2 separate regions of the Sus scrofa genome follow, and region 2 is linked to region 1. Evidence: chromatin contacts called from public HiChIP or PLAC-seq data. All regions are on one chromosome and are shown on one strand. The core of a region is the stretch at or near the end of the contact, and the rest is flanking DNA. Distances in the headings are between cores, read along the strand shown. Region 1 has its middle 100 kb from the start of CD44. Region 2 has its middle 57 kb from the start of MIR1343.

Region 1 (5,912 bases), core at 1,874-4,373:
GAGAGCACAAAGAAGTCATCCAAGAAAATAAATCAAGAAAATTCCCCAGAATTAAAAATGAATATCTAAAGGACTGAGTGCTTAGCACAATGGATGAAATAGACACACACTAAGGCTCATCATCTTAAAAATTCCTAACAGTCAAGGCAAAGAGATTATCCTATAGGCTTCTGAGGAGGAAAATGTTATGTCACACAGAGGATCAAGAATCAGAATAGGAGTTCCCGTCGTGGCGCAGTGGTTAACGAATCCGACTAGGAACCATGAGGTTGCAGGTTCGGTCCCTGCCCTTGCTCAGTGGGTTAACGATCTGGCGTTGCCGTGAGCTGTGGTGTAGGTTGCAGACGCGGCTCGGATCCCGCGTTGCTGTGGCTCTGGCGTAGGCCGGTGGCTATGGCTCCGATTCGACCCCTAGCCTGGGAACCTCCATATGCCGCGGGAGCGGCCCAAGAAATAGCAACAACAACAACAACAAAAGACAAAAGACAAAAAAAAAAAAAAAAACTTTAAAAAAAAAAAAAAGAATCAGAATAGAAGTGGGCTTCTCAACAGCCACCTTGAAAGAGAGTACTGAGAAACAACACCTTTGAAATTTTGAGGGAAACATTCCCAAGCTAGAATTCTAAGGCTGCTGAACCACCAAGTAACTGCAAGAGTGGGGTGAAGACCTTTCAGGTGTGCCCTGTCTCCTAACCCATTCGCCCATTCCCAGGCAGCTCCTGAAGGATGTTCCCCATCAAAACAAGGGAGTTACCACGCGAGGGGAAAACAGGCGATTCAGAAACCAAGGTGAAAACGATGATAAAGGGAGATGCTGAGATGACCACTGGACAGCATGTCTGGGGAACAAACAGTCCAAACTGGACTACTGATGAATAAATGAAACAATACATGTCTTGTCTTGCATAATTGACCTCTAGGTTAAAAGAAAATCACTTTTTGGGCGCTCCCATTGTGCCTCCGCATTAACGAACCTGACTAGTATCCACAAGTCATGGGACAGCCAAAATTTTCTTTTTGTCTTTTTAGGGCTGCACCCGCAGCATATGGAGGTTCCCAGGCTAGGGGTTGAATTGGAGCTGTAGCCGCCAGCCTACACCGCAGCCGCAGCATCACTGGATCCGAGCCACATCTGCAACCTACACCACAGCTCACGGCAACGCCGGATCGTTATAACCCACTGAGCAAGGTTCCTAGTCAGATTTGTTAACCACTGAGCCAGGACAGGAACTCCAGCCAAATTTTTTTTGTATCCATGAGGATGAGAGTTCTATCCTTGGTCTCACTCAGTGGGTTAAGGATCCGGCATTGCCTTGAGCTGTGGTGTGGTTGGAAGATGCAGCTCAGATCCTGCGTTGCTGTGGCTGTGGGGTCAACCTACAGCTGCAGCACCAATTTGACCCCTACCTTGGAACTTCCACATGCCATACATGCAGCCCTGAAAAAATAATAATAATAATAAAATTTTTTAAATTACTTTTTGGTTTTACCGGCTAACTCGATGCATTTAAAACTACTTCAAAACATAGTAAGCCACTTAAAACAACAAACATCGGCTATTTCTCAAGAATCCACCCACTGACTGGGTGCTTCTGCTTCTGGCCAGGGCTCCCTTGAGCATCGACTCATGCACTTGGCTGTGGTTAACAAACAGGGCAGCTAGACTCACAGACATTGAAAAACTTATGGTCTCCAAAGGAGGCAGTTTGGGGGGTGGGAGGATGTGCTTGGGTTATGGGATGGAAATCCTGTGAAATTATATTGTTATGATCATTATACAACTACAGATGTGATAAATTCATTTGAATAATTTTAAAAAATTAATTAATTAAAAAAACAAAACAAACGAACAAACAGGGCAGCTAGAAGCTGGCTGATGTACCATGGCTTATCTGGGATGGCCAGGATCATTGGCGTCTCTTTCTGTGGGTCCCCCACAGGCCCTCAACCATCGCATGCAGGCCTGGCAGAGTTCCGAGTGAGAGCAGATGCCCACGACACTTCCGGAGGCCAAGGCCCAGAACTGGCACTTTGCCACAACACCGTAGACTATCAGCCAAATCGAGGCTCGAGAGCAGCCCAGATTTGAAGGCTGGAAAACAGACTCCGCCTCTGAATGCGAGGAGCTGCACGGTCCTATCGCAAAAAGCGTAGTTACAATGGTCAAGGCCAGTGATCAGGGCCATTAGCACAATCAACCTATGACGGATGCTTTGAAAGAGCCTTATGCTCAAGGGCACCTCTCACGTTTACGCTTAAGACACACACACCATGTGGGCCGTGTTGATAATAGCATTCATTTGGAAAGCCAGAAACAACTTCATAAGAAAAGGAAGGAGCAGGATTCTGTGTTAAGTCTTGTTTGGGAGGTTACCTGGTACGGTAGCAAGAGGCCCGAGTTCTGGAATTAGACAGACCTGAGATTTATACTGACTCTACTGCTTAACAGCTTAAATACTCTCGAGTCTTACTTTTTCCATCTATAAAAAAGGGACAATAAAACCTTTACAGGGTTGTTAGGACGATTAAATGAGGTAATAAGTACATGACAATGCCTGACATGTATCAGGTCCTCAAAAATGTTAATTCCTATCTGAATATGAATTCATCTTCCACAGGCACACTCTAAGTACTTAAGGTCTCTCTCCACCACCCGCCTCTAATTTTCAGAACTCTCATCAACTTTTAAATACACGTGGCTACTAACTCAGGGTTATCTGGAACCAGAATATTTCAGAATCCAAGGCTCTCACGAGGGATGAGGTTTCTGCTAAAAGCTCTTGGATTTTAACAGAAATGCCTTTTGTTTTTCAAGCAAGGCTGAAGCTCCTGCAGACCAGGAAGCAGATTAGCTGGTGTCCCTTGATGAAATCTTGGCTAGTTGAGCTGTGGCTGCAGATTAACCAGAGTTGGGGCACCACCCATGGCTTTGATCATGACCTCCAGGAAGGAGTCTCACCCACTCCCACCCAGGCAGAGCCCTCTCTCTCCTCTCCGAGCCACCTCTTCACCTTGCCCTGAAGCAGGTCGTACTCTGCCACCTCATCAGTTTGCCCATGAACCTGTCTCTGGACATAGTGGGTCTCTGGAGGGCAGGATTTGGCTTTGTCTCTCCAGCACTCAAGGGAAGGTCCAGCTCCATACACCTCAACATGTGCCATCTGCTGAGCATTTACGGGTACCCGGGTGTACACACCTGTCTCTTCCCTAAAACCCTTGAAGGAGAATTCTTATTTGAACAAGTTTTTAGGACCCCCAATTACAGGAATAGAAAGGGCTCTAGCATGGAGCTCAGCTCCTCCCAACGTCTCTGACTTAACGTGCTTTAGTGCCTATTGGCGGAAGTTCGGTAAATTGAGCCTGTCAGAGTTGAGATGGTCTCCAAATGCCACCAACCAGGTCAGCACGCCCTCACTCTCTGTGCCCGATGGGGCGGAAGGAGGTGTTCAGAAACCACAGGAAGGGCTTAGGGATGAGTAAGTGAAGATGCAGGCACCATCCGGGCGCAGGGGTGATAGCACTGATTTAGGAAGCCATGAACGACCTCATGGAAGTCGTGCTTACCAGAAGTGGAAGAAGCTAGTCACGCGTTACGTGTGATTTTTGCCGTGATGCCCTGGGGGAAGGGTCCGGGGAAACAGCAGTCTGCCTGAGCCATCGTTCTTTCCCAATAACCCACCCCACCCCTTGCCCGTGTTGACATCTGGTCTTCATCACCAGTAGTTTGCCCATTGCCCGCCTCCTCAATCCTGCCCCTCTCGGGTTTCCAGACTGCTTGCTTCATCGGAGGATGACTACTGTTTTCCAGGAGTCTTGTCCAAACCACTTCCTCCTTCCTAACTCCGTAAAGAGGAATGGCAAAAACCTCATGAAAGGCAGCTAATGTTTAGTTAGAAAACGGGGGTCTTTAAAATGAGACTCTGAATTCAAATCCAACCCATGCCACTTCCTCCCTTTATGACCTTCACAAGTTCTTGAATGGCTCTGTGCCTCAGTTTCCTCATCTGTAAAAGGGGAAGAGCACTTAGCACCAGAAAGAGGGCTGGGGGATTAAATAGAATAATGGGAGTCGCATGCAAGGAATATGATAGCTGTGCACAAGTTTCCTCCCTCCTTCCCGATATCATCCTCAATGTTTTTCTTGCGAAAATACATAGCAGGGACTTAGAATCGGAACCATGATGACGGGGAAGTCAGAGGTAGTCCAAGAATTTCAGAGCCCCTCCCAAACCCTTCTAAGAATTTGGGTCCCGAGAACCTCCCACCCTGAAATGGCCAAAACACCATCAGAAAGGAAAAAAAGTTTCCCTTCCTGTTTTCTAGGGAAGGGTGAAATTATCAAGGCTTATTAGTGACCACAATCTTACCACGCAGAGGCCCTGCCAGAGCCAAGCTTCAGGGTAGCTCCTAGATGGGAAGAGAGAGGAGATGGGTTGGAAGTGGGAGATGAGGTTGGAAGAGGAGATGGTTGGGGCTGAGCCGAAAAGATCCCGGGCCCAAACGTTGGGAACCCTTCCAAGCAGAAGTGGAGAGACAGGTTTCCCGCACTCAAGGCTTAAGGGCAATTCAAATTTCAGGCGAGGTTACTGAAGTTCAGGAAGAGCTGTGCTTTTTATTTCCCCTCCTCCTAGGATTCTTTCAGTCTCATTAAGAAATGACAGAAATGTCAGGAAAAGCTGTCAGAAGGATACAAATATTGGAAGGCAAAGACGGACAAGACTTGAACAATTGCTCTAACAGAAATAATGTTGGTACTTATTTACTGAGGACCATCAGCACAGAGCAGATACAGAAATCAGAATAAGCACGCGGTCCCCCCGCCCAAAGTCCCAATAATGGCAGCATCTCTTCTGTGATTCTCAGTGAGGTTTGCTGGCTGCACTCCCAGGGCAGGGTGGATTCTGCCCTCTCTTCCCTCTGCCTTCTGAAGCCACTTTTTCAATGGGCTCTGGGGCATAGCACATTTGGAAGCACAAGATCTGCACTGGGCTACAGAGTCACTGGCAACGTGCAGCTCTGTCTTAGGGCAGCACCAGGCTGGGATGTCTTGCAAAAGACAAGAATTTCCTGATTCCTTATTTCAGTTGGTTTCATTTTATTATCTTATTTTATTTTTATTTTTTGCTTTTTAGGGCCACATCTGCAGCATATGGGATTTCCTAGGCTAGGAATTGAATCGGAGTTGCAGCAACTGGCCTAGGCCACAGCCACAGCAACACAGGATCCCAGCCGCGTCTGCAACTTACACCACAGCTCAGGTTACTGGCAAGGTTACTGGAGTTCAGGAAGAGCTGTGCAATGCCGGATCCTTAACCCACTGAGTGGGGTCAGGGATTGAACCTGAGTCCTCGTGGATACTAGTCGGGTTTTTTATCACTGAGCCACAATGGAAACTCCCCTTGATCCCTTATTTTAAACCACTTTTCTCCTTTGGCAAAAGTTAGAGACTTGTGTAACATCTAACTAAGGAGAGTCCTGTGTGTTCATCTGGCAAGCCAGGGATGGGACCAATGGAAATTCTCCCATGGAATTTCCATCCTTGCAGAATCTGATTATTTTCCTTGTTAGTTTCAACCACTTTGTTGATAATGCGCCCCCTAGAGGACGCATTGGAATCCCCCCCAACAAGGCCAGGTCCAAAAAGAGATGGAATCCTGCTACCTGACTGACTTCAGTTCCTGAATCCTCAAAGTAGAAGCAGAAGGAAGAAGGTGAAGGTGAGAGTCCATGTACGAAAGGATTGTGGGGTGGGAGTGGAACTGGGTCACCTGGATGGTGGCGGCAAGGGTCAGGGTACACTGATTGTCCACATTTTCTTTTAAAACAGTATCTTATACACAGGATTCAAAGATCATTAAAGGAGTAGGAAATATTAATTAGTTGCCATTCAATCATAATACTGAATACCTCCT
Region 2 (5,912 bases), core at 2,450-4,949, 220 kb before region 1:
TGTCTAGACTCGCGTAATATTGAAGACACCATTTAATTGAAATTATAAGGTATATAAAGATGTATTTTGAAAAACCATTAGCCTCTGTTAGTGGCAGTCTTTTATTTCTTTGATCATATAAAGTTTACTTTCACTTTTTATCATTTATCTGTATTTGCAAACAAATCCAAGCAGTCTTTTTTTTGTGGGGGGAGGGGCTCACCTGCGGCATACGGAGGTTCCCAGGCTAGGGGTCTAATTGGAGCTACAGCTGCTGGCCTACACCATAGCCGCAGCCACGCCAGATCCAAGCCCCGTCTGCAACCTTCACCACAACTCATGGCAGCACTGGATCCTTAACCCACTGAGCGAGATCAGGGATCAAACCCACAACCTCATGGATCCCAGTTGCATTTGTTTCTGCTGCAGGAACTCCCCAAGCAGTCTTTTTCTTCCCAGTTAAGTAGCTACTTTTTAAACCTCTAATTTTAACCTCTGCTATGTATGATATATACTGTTAAGAGAAACTTGGACTTTTATTAAAAGCTGAGAAATTATTAGCAAAATCATAAATTAGTGATGATTTCCCTTTATTCACACCTTAAATAACTTATTTTCCTGAAATGTCTTTGTTTATGAAATTATTACTCCTGTCACTAAAAAAATAGGTCTTTAAAAATAAGATAAAATTATTAGTCATAGCACTTCATAAAGCGTAAAGTATTATATAAATAGGTCAATTTTTTTTTTCCTGCTGTACAGCATGGGGATCAAGTTACTCTTACATGTATACAGTTTTCCCCCACCCTTTGTTTTGTTGCAATATGAGTATCTAGACATAGTTTTCAATGCTACTCAGCAGGATCTCCTTATAAGTTGTATCTGATAACCCCAAGCTCCTGATCCCTCCCACTCCCTCCCTCTCCCATCTGGCAGCCACAAATCTATTCTCCAAGTCCGTGATTTTCTTTTCTGTGGAGATGTTCATTTGTGCTGGATATTAGACTCCAGTTATAAGAAATATCATATGGTATTTGTCTTTGTCTTTCTGACTCATTTCACTCAGTTCCATCCATGTTGCTGCAAATGGCATTATGGCATTCTTTTTTATGGCTGAGTAGTATTCCATTGTGTATATATACCACATCTTCCGAATCCAATCATCTGTTGATGGACATTTGGGTTGTTTCCATGTCCTGGCTATTGTGAATAGTGCTGCAATGAACATGCGGGTGCATGTGTCTCTTTTAAGTAGAGTTTTTTTGTCTGGATATATGCCCAAGAGAGGGATTGTGGGGTCATATGGAAGTTCTATGTATAGATTTCTAAGGTATCTCCAAACTGTTATCCATAGTGGCTGTACCAGTTTACATTCCCACCAGCAGTGCAGGAGGGTTCCCTTTTCTCCACAGCCCCTCCAGCACTTGTTATTTGTGGACTTATTAATGATGGCCATTCTGACTGGTGTGAGGTGGTATCTCATGGTAGTTTTGATTTGCATTTCTCTTATAATCAGCGATGTTGAGCATTTTTTCATGTGTTTGCTGGCCATCTGTGTATCTTCCTTGGAGAACAGTCTATTCAGGTCTTTTGCCCATTTTTCCATTGATTGATTGGCTTTTTTGCTGTTGAGTTGTATAAGTTGCTTGTATATTCTAGAGATTAAGCCCTTGTCGGTTGCATCATTTGAAACTATTTTCTCCCATTCTGTAAATTGTCTTTTTGTTTTCTTTTGGGTTTCCTTTGCTGTGCAAAAGCTTTTCAGTTTGATTAGGTCCCATTGGTTTATTTTTGCTTTTATTTCTATTGCTTTGGGAGACTGACCTGAGAAAATATTCATGAGGTTGATGTCAGAGAGTGTTTTGCCTCTGTTCTCTTCTAGGAGTTTGATGGTGTTAAATAGGTCAAATTTTTAATCACGAAAGTAGCACTTGTTCTACACTTCCTATCAGCAGTGTGATAAGGAGTGGCATTTATCAGGCAGCTGTAGGATGGTACTTAATAAATTACTGTCCTTCTCAATGGAGTACTGGTCGTACTTTATTTCCAATGAGTACTCCATTTCTAAATAGAGTAGTCTATGTACTTTATTTCCCAAGTTTGCGCACATAAATCAAGAGTACTTTAAGCCTGGTTTCAGCTTCTTCTATAAATTACTGTGCTCTCGGTAAAAACCTTGTTTCTGCGCCTCAATATTCTCTTACCTTTAAAATGAGGAAACAGGAAGGAAAATTAACAGTTGCTTATCTTGTTTAATCTTCTCAATTCTGTAACGTAGGTATATCCTACTTTACAACCATCATCACAAGACAGGAAAAGGAAACAAGCTTGGGGATTATGTTACTGAACCAAAGGCACACAGCTCAGAAAGGTCACAACTGGGATTTGAACCTAGGTCTTTGCAGCATCAAAATTCAAGCTCACCACATTGCAGTATACCGCTTCCTAGGCTGTCTTATTGCTGATGAGGTAGTTCTCTATTCAGAGATGGCATTTTCCACTTGTAGTAATTGAAGGTCCTGTTCTTCTGTAGTAAAATGTGTCTCAATATGACCACCCTTAAATCAATGCATATTTTCTCTGTACTAGTTCTCTCTGTGATTGTACACAGAAAGTGCTAGAGATTTTTGTTTTCATTACAGACAACTACTGTTAACCTGAAATGCTGAAGTTAAATGTCATAACTTCTACCCCTGAATAGAAGGCTTAGAAAAATAAAAGCTTCCACGAAATTAGGGACTTAGTACCTCTAAGGATTAAAAAAAAAAAAAAAATGATGTAGAACATTTTACTTTACATAGATGTCCTTAATCCACGTTCGTTACGAGCTAAAGTTCATTACATCAGTTTTTCTTTTGAAGGCTCTGGGCTTCTATTTTGATGACTGTATCAGTCAGGGTCCATACTTCTCTTTTGACCACCTTACCAGTCAGTGTCCAATGTGTGCAGCCTATGCGTGACAGATTCATTGCATTGCCCAGGCCAGGTCTGTCTGCAGTCGCTGGGAAATGCAAGGCCACCCTGCTGGGCACAGGTCAGCCCCAGCTACTGGGCTGGTGCACTGAGGAGGTCATGGTGGGACAGCAAGTTGGGGACCTGGAGCACATGGTGTCTGTGTTGGGAGGGCCCTGTGGGAAGGTGGTCACCAGGCTGAGCTGGGACTGCCATTCTGGGCACGTGCAGGGGCAGAGCATCACTGGATGCTGTTCCACACCTGATGAGTAGCCAGCAGCAGCTAGAACTGACAGTGTCTCTCAGGTGCCTTCTGCTGAGAAACTTACCATGCTTGCTATAAAGGAGAAATGCTTGGAAGTGTCATCAGTTTGTGCAGTAGTTCAGAGCAGCTGTCAAGGTACCACTGAATCTTAGAAATGATAAATTGGTGGCTGGCACCACAGCCCAGCCAGACAGGCTGGGAAGTAAAATGTGATCTTATAATTTGGAATAACGCCAAACAATAAGGCATCTCAGTAAGGTATAGCAATCTATGTTAGACCTACTTTGTGGGTAGAACTTATTTCCAATAAATTCACCTATTTGTTAGGCGAGACATTAAGATGTGACACAAAAGAGATATTGAGATATTACTCATTCAGCAATGGTGAGCGTCTGCTGTGTGCCGGCACTGAGGATTCATAGCTAATGGTCCCTACCTTCAGTCAGCTTAAACTCTGGCCAAGTAAAATGCAGTTCAGTAAGTTCTGTAATCAGAGTCCGTGCCTAGGGCCTGGGTTGAGTGGATAGCTTCATAGAGGAAGTAACATTTGAAGCAGGTTTTTACATTGCTGGTTATAACCATCTCCTTTTGGTTTCTGGTCTCTCTAATTTTAGTAGCCAGATATTTAGCACCTGTTATTACAAGCTCAGCAGTTCATTTTCAGTACCTGGACATATCATTATAACTTTTAACTCCAACAAAGCTTAGAAACTTAATGGGAAGGACGGCTACCCAGTGGTGAGTTGCATGGCAGAGAGAGGTTTACACCCTGCCACTTGCCAAGAAAATGTTCTTTGCCAGCTCATCATGCCTAGAGAAAGAGGCTGATGTAGGAAGAAAGGCTCATGCTTTGTGTAATGGAAAGGTGTTTTAACACCTCCACTTTCCTCCCTCTTCTCCAGCCCCTACTTTTTTGAAGGTGTCTTATGTGTGCAAATGCATTTTGTTAATGGAGTAAGTCATTTGCCAGGACAGCTGCTTCTTTAGGTAACTTTACACCCACTGTTTTGCTTCTTGGGGGACCATCTGTCCCATTTTTTTCAGAGAATCTCATCATCTCTGAGTTCTCCAGCTGACTGAGCATAACTATAGAGCAGGTAAAAATCAAGTTTTATTTTTACCACTCAGTATTTTTCATGCTAAATATCAACTTCTTTTATTCTTTAAATTTATTAATTCAGAGCAGATGTTTGCTATGTGGAGGCCCACTTTATTTACCTATGAGCACCACGTAGCTCTTCGTGTGTTATACTCCCTCGCAGTTAACTAGGTTTCATTGCTTACTAAATATGTTATGCTGTTTGTGGGCATTTCATTTTGACACCAAATCATTTAAGTATTGATAAATTGTTAAGAGTGTGTTTGATCTCAACCTGTTAATTAAATACTAATCAGAATGTCATGATGAGTTTCCAGGTATTCTCTCTCTCTCTCTTTTTGCTGCACCCATGGCGTATGGAAGTTCCTGGGCCAGGGATCGAACCTGCATCCCAGCAGCAACCTGATCTGTTTCAGTGACAATGCCAGATCCTTAACCCACTGCTCCACAGGAGAACTCCAGGTATTCTCGTTATACCTATGCTTTGGTGCAACTTCAGAAGAATGGAAATGGATGCTAAGATTTATGGATATGTCTGTTCCTGAGAGCAAACTAACTTTCCTTTTAAAAATTCAGAGGATGCTTTAAAGGCATTATTCCTTTCAGCTGAGAGTGAACTGGGTGAAATTGGAAACTCAGTATTCAGGGGGGTACAGGCTTTTCTGTGTTTTCTTGAGTCCTCAATGAGTCATGACAGCTTTGGAAAATATTGGGAGGAATAGCCTCCTGAAAAACTTTAAAAATGGAAAATCCAGTAAAGTAAATTAATGTTTTTAAAACGTCATTTGAGAAATTCTTGACAGTACTACTGTTTTATAGTAGATATTTCAATATAATTTTTCTATTTACCTAGTTACTTCATTCCCATTGAGTAGATTCAAACGTTTTCTTCAAACCATACGCATGCTGGCTGTGAAAATATAGTAATATAATAGTAATAGGTAGGAGTTCCTGTTGTGGATCAGTGGACTGGTCTCCCAACATTGTCTCTGTGAGAATGCAGGTTTGTTCCCTGGCCTTGCTTAGTGGGTTAAGGATCTGGCATTGCCACAAGGTAGCAGATGTGGCTTGGATCTGGTGTTGCCATGGTTGGAGCCCCAGCTGCAGCTCCAGTTCAACCCCTGGCGTGGAAACATCCATATTCTGCAGGTCTGGCTGTTAAAAAAAAAAAAAAAAAAAAAAGTTAACTACTGCGTTTCAGGCATTGTTCTCAATGTTTTATATGTATTATTAACTCATGAGTTTTCATCACAACCCTGTAAGATAGGTATTAGTATTATCAGCATTTCACAAAAGACATGTTGAGTAACTTGTCTAAGATGACACAGCTAACAGTGGCAGTGATGGGATTCAAGACAGACAGGTTGGTCCCAGAGCCCCATAAGAGATTCCTCTTTTAAAACAGCAATCTAATAGGTAATCCTGGAGGTTAGCCCATTTAATGAGCTGGGGAAATGTCTCTCTGTTGATGTGAAAACAGCTTCTTGAACTTCTCAGTCGCACCTGCTGCAGGGCTATAAAAATGAGAATATTACGAAATAAGTTTCTGTCTAAAGCCGCAATAACCTTAGTGTCGTCTAGATGTTAATATTTATGACCTTTAACCTGATTCATGGA

What was found. HiChIP or PLAC-seq counts read pairs in DNA pulled down with a chosen protein or histone mark.
Region 2: an H3K27ac HiChIP or PLAC-seq map of alveolar macrophages shows a contact between it and region 1. The contact joins two enhancer-like sites. A contact is called at or near these places in 1 of 47 Hi-C or Micro-C datasets (liver) and 1 of 2 datasets of contacts at active chromatin or transcription factors (alveolar macrophages).

What each region holds. Positions count from the first base shown.
Region 1 is chr2:25,781,007-25,786,918 of Sscrofa11.1, reverse strand. No RefSeq gene overlaps it. Among named protein-coding and RNA genes, the nearest start is that of CD44, 100 kb to the left of the region's middle. Within about 2 kb of position 3,123, at least 19 of the 83 cell types and tissues checked have an H3K27ac peak or open chromatin away from gene starts, as enhancers often do. A contact at or near this core is called in alveolar macrophages, where this site is marked.
Region 2 is chr2:26,006,463-26,012,374 of Sscrofa11.1, reverse strand. No RefSeq gene overlaps it. Among named protein-coding and RNA genes, the nearest start is that of MIR1343, 57 kb to the left of the region's middle. Within about 2 kb of position 3,699, at least 4 of the 83 cell types and tissues checked have an H3K27ac peak or open chromatin away from gene starts, as enhancers often do. A contact at or near this core is called in alveolar macrophages, where this site is marked.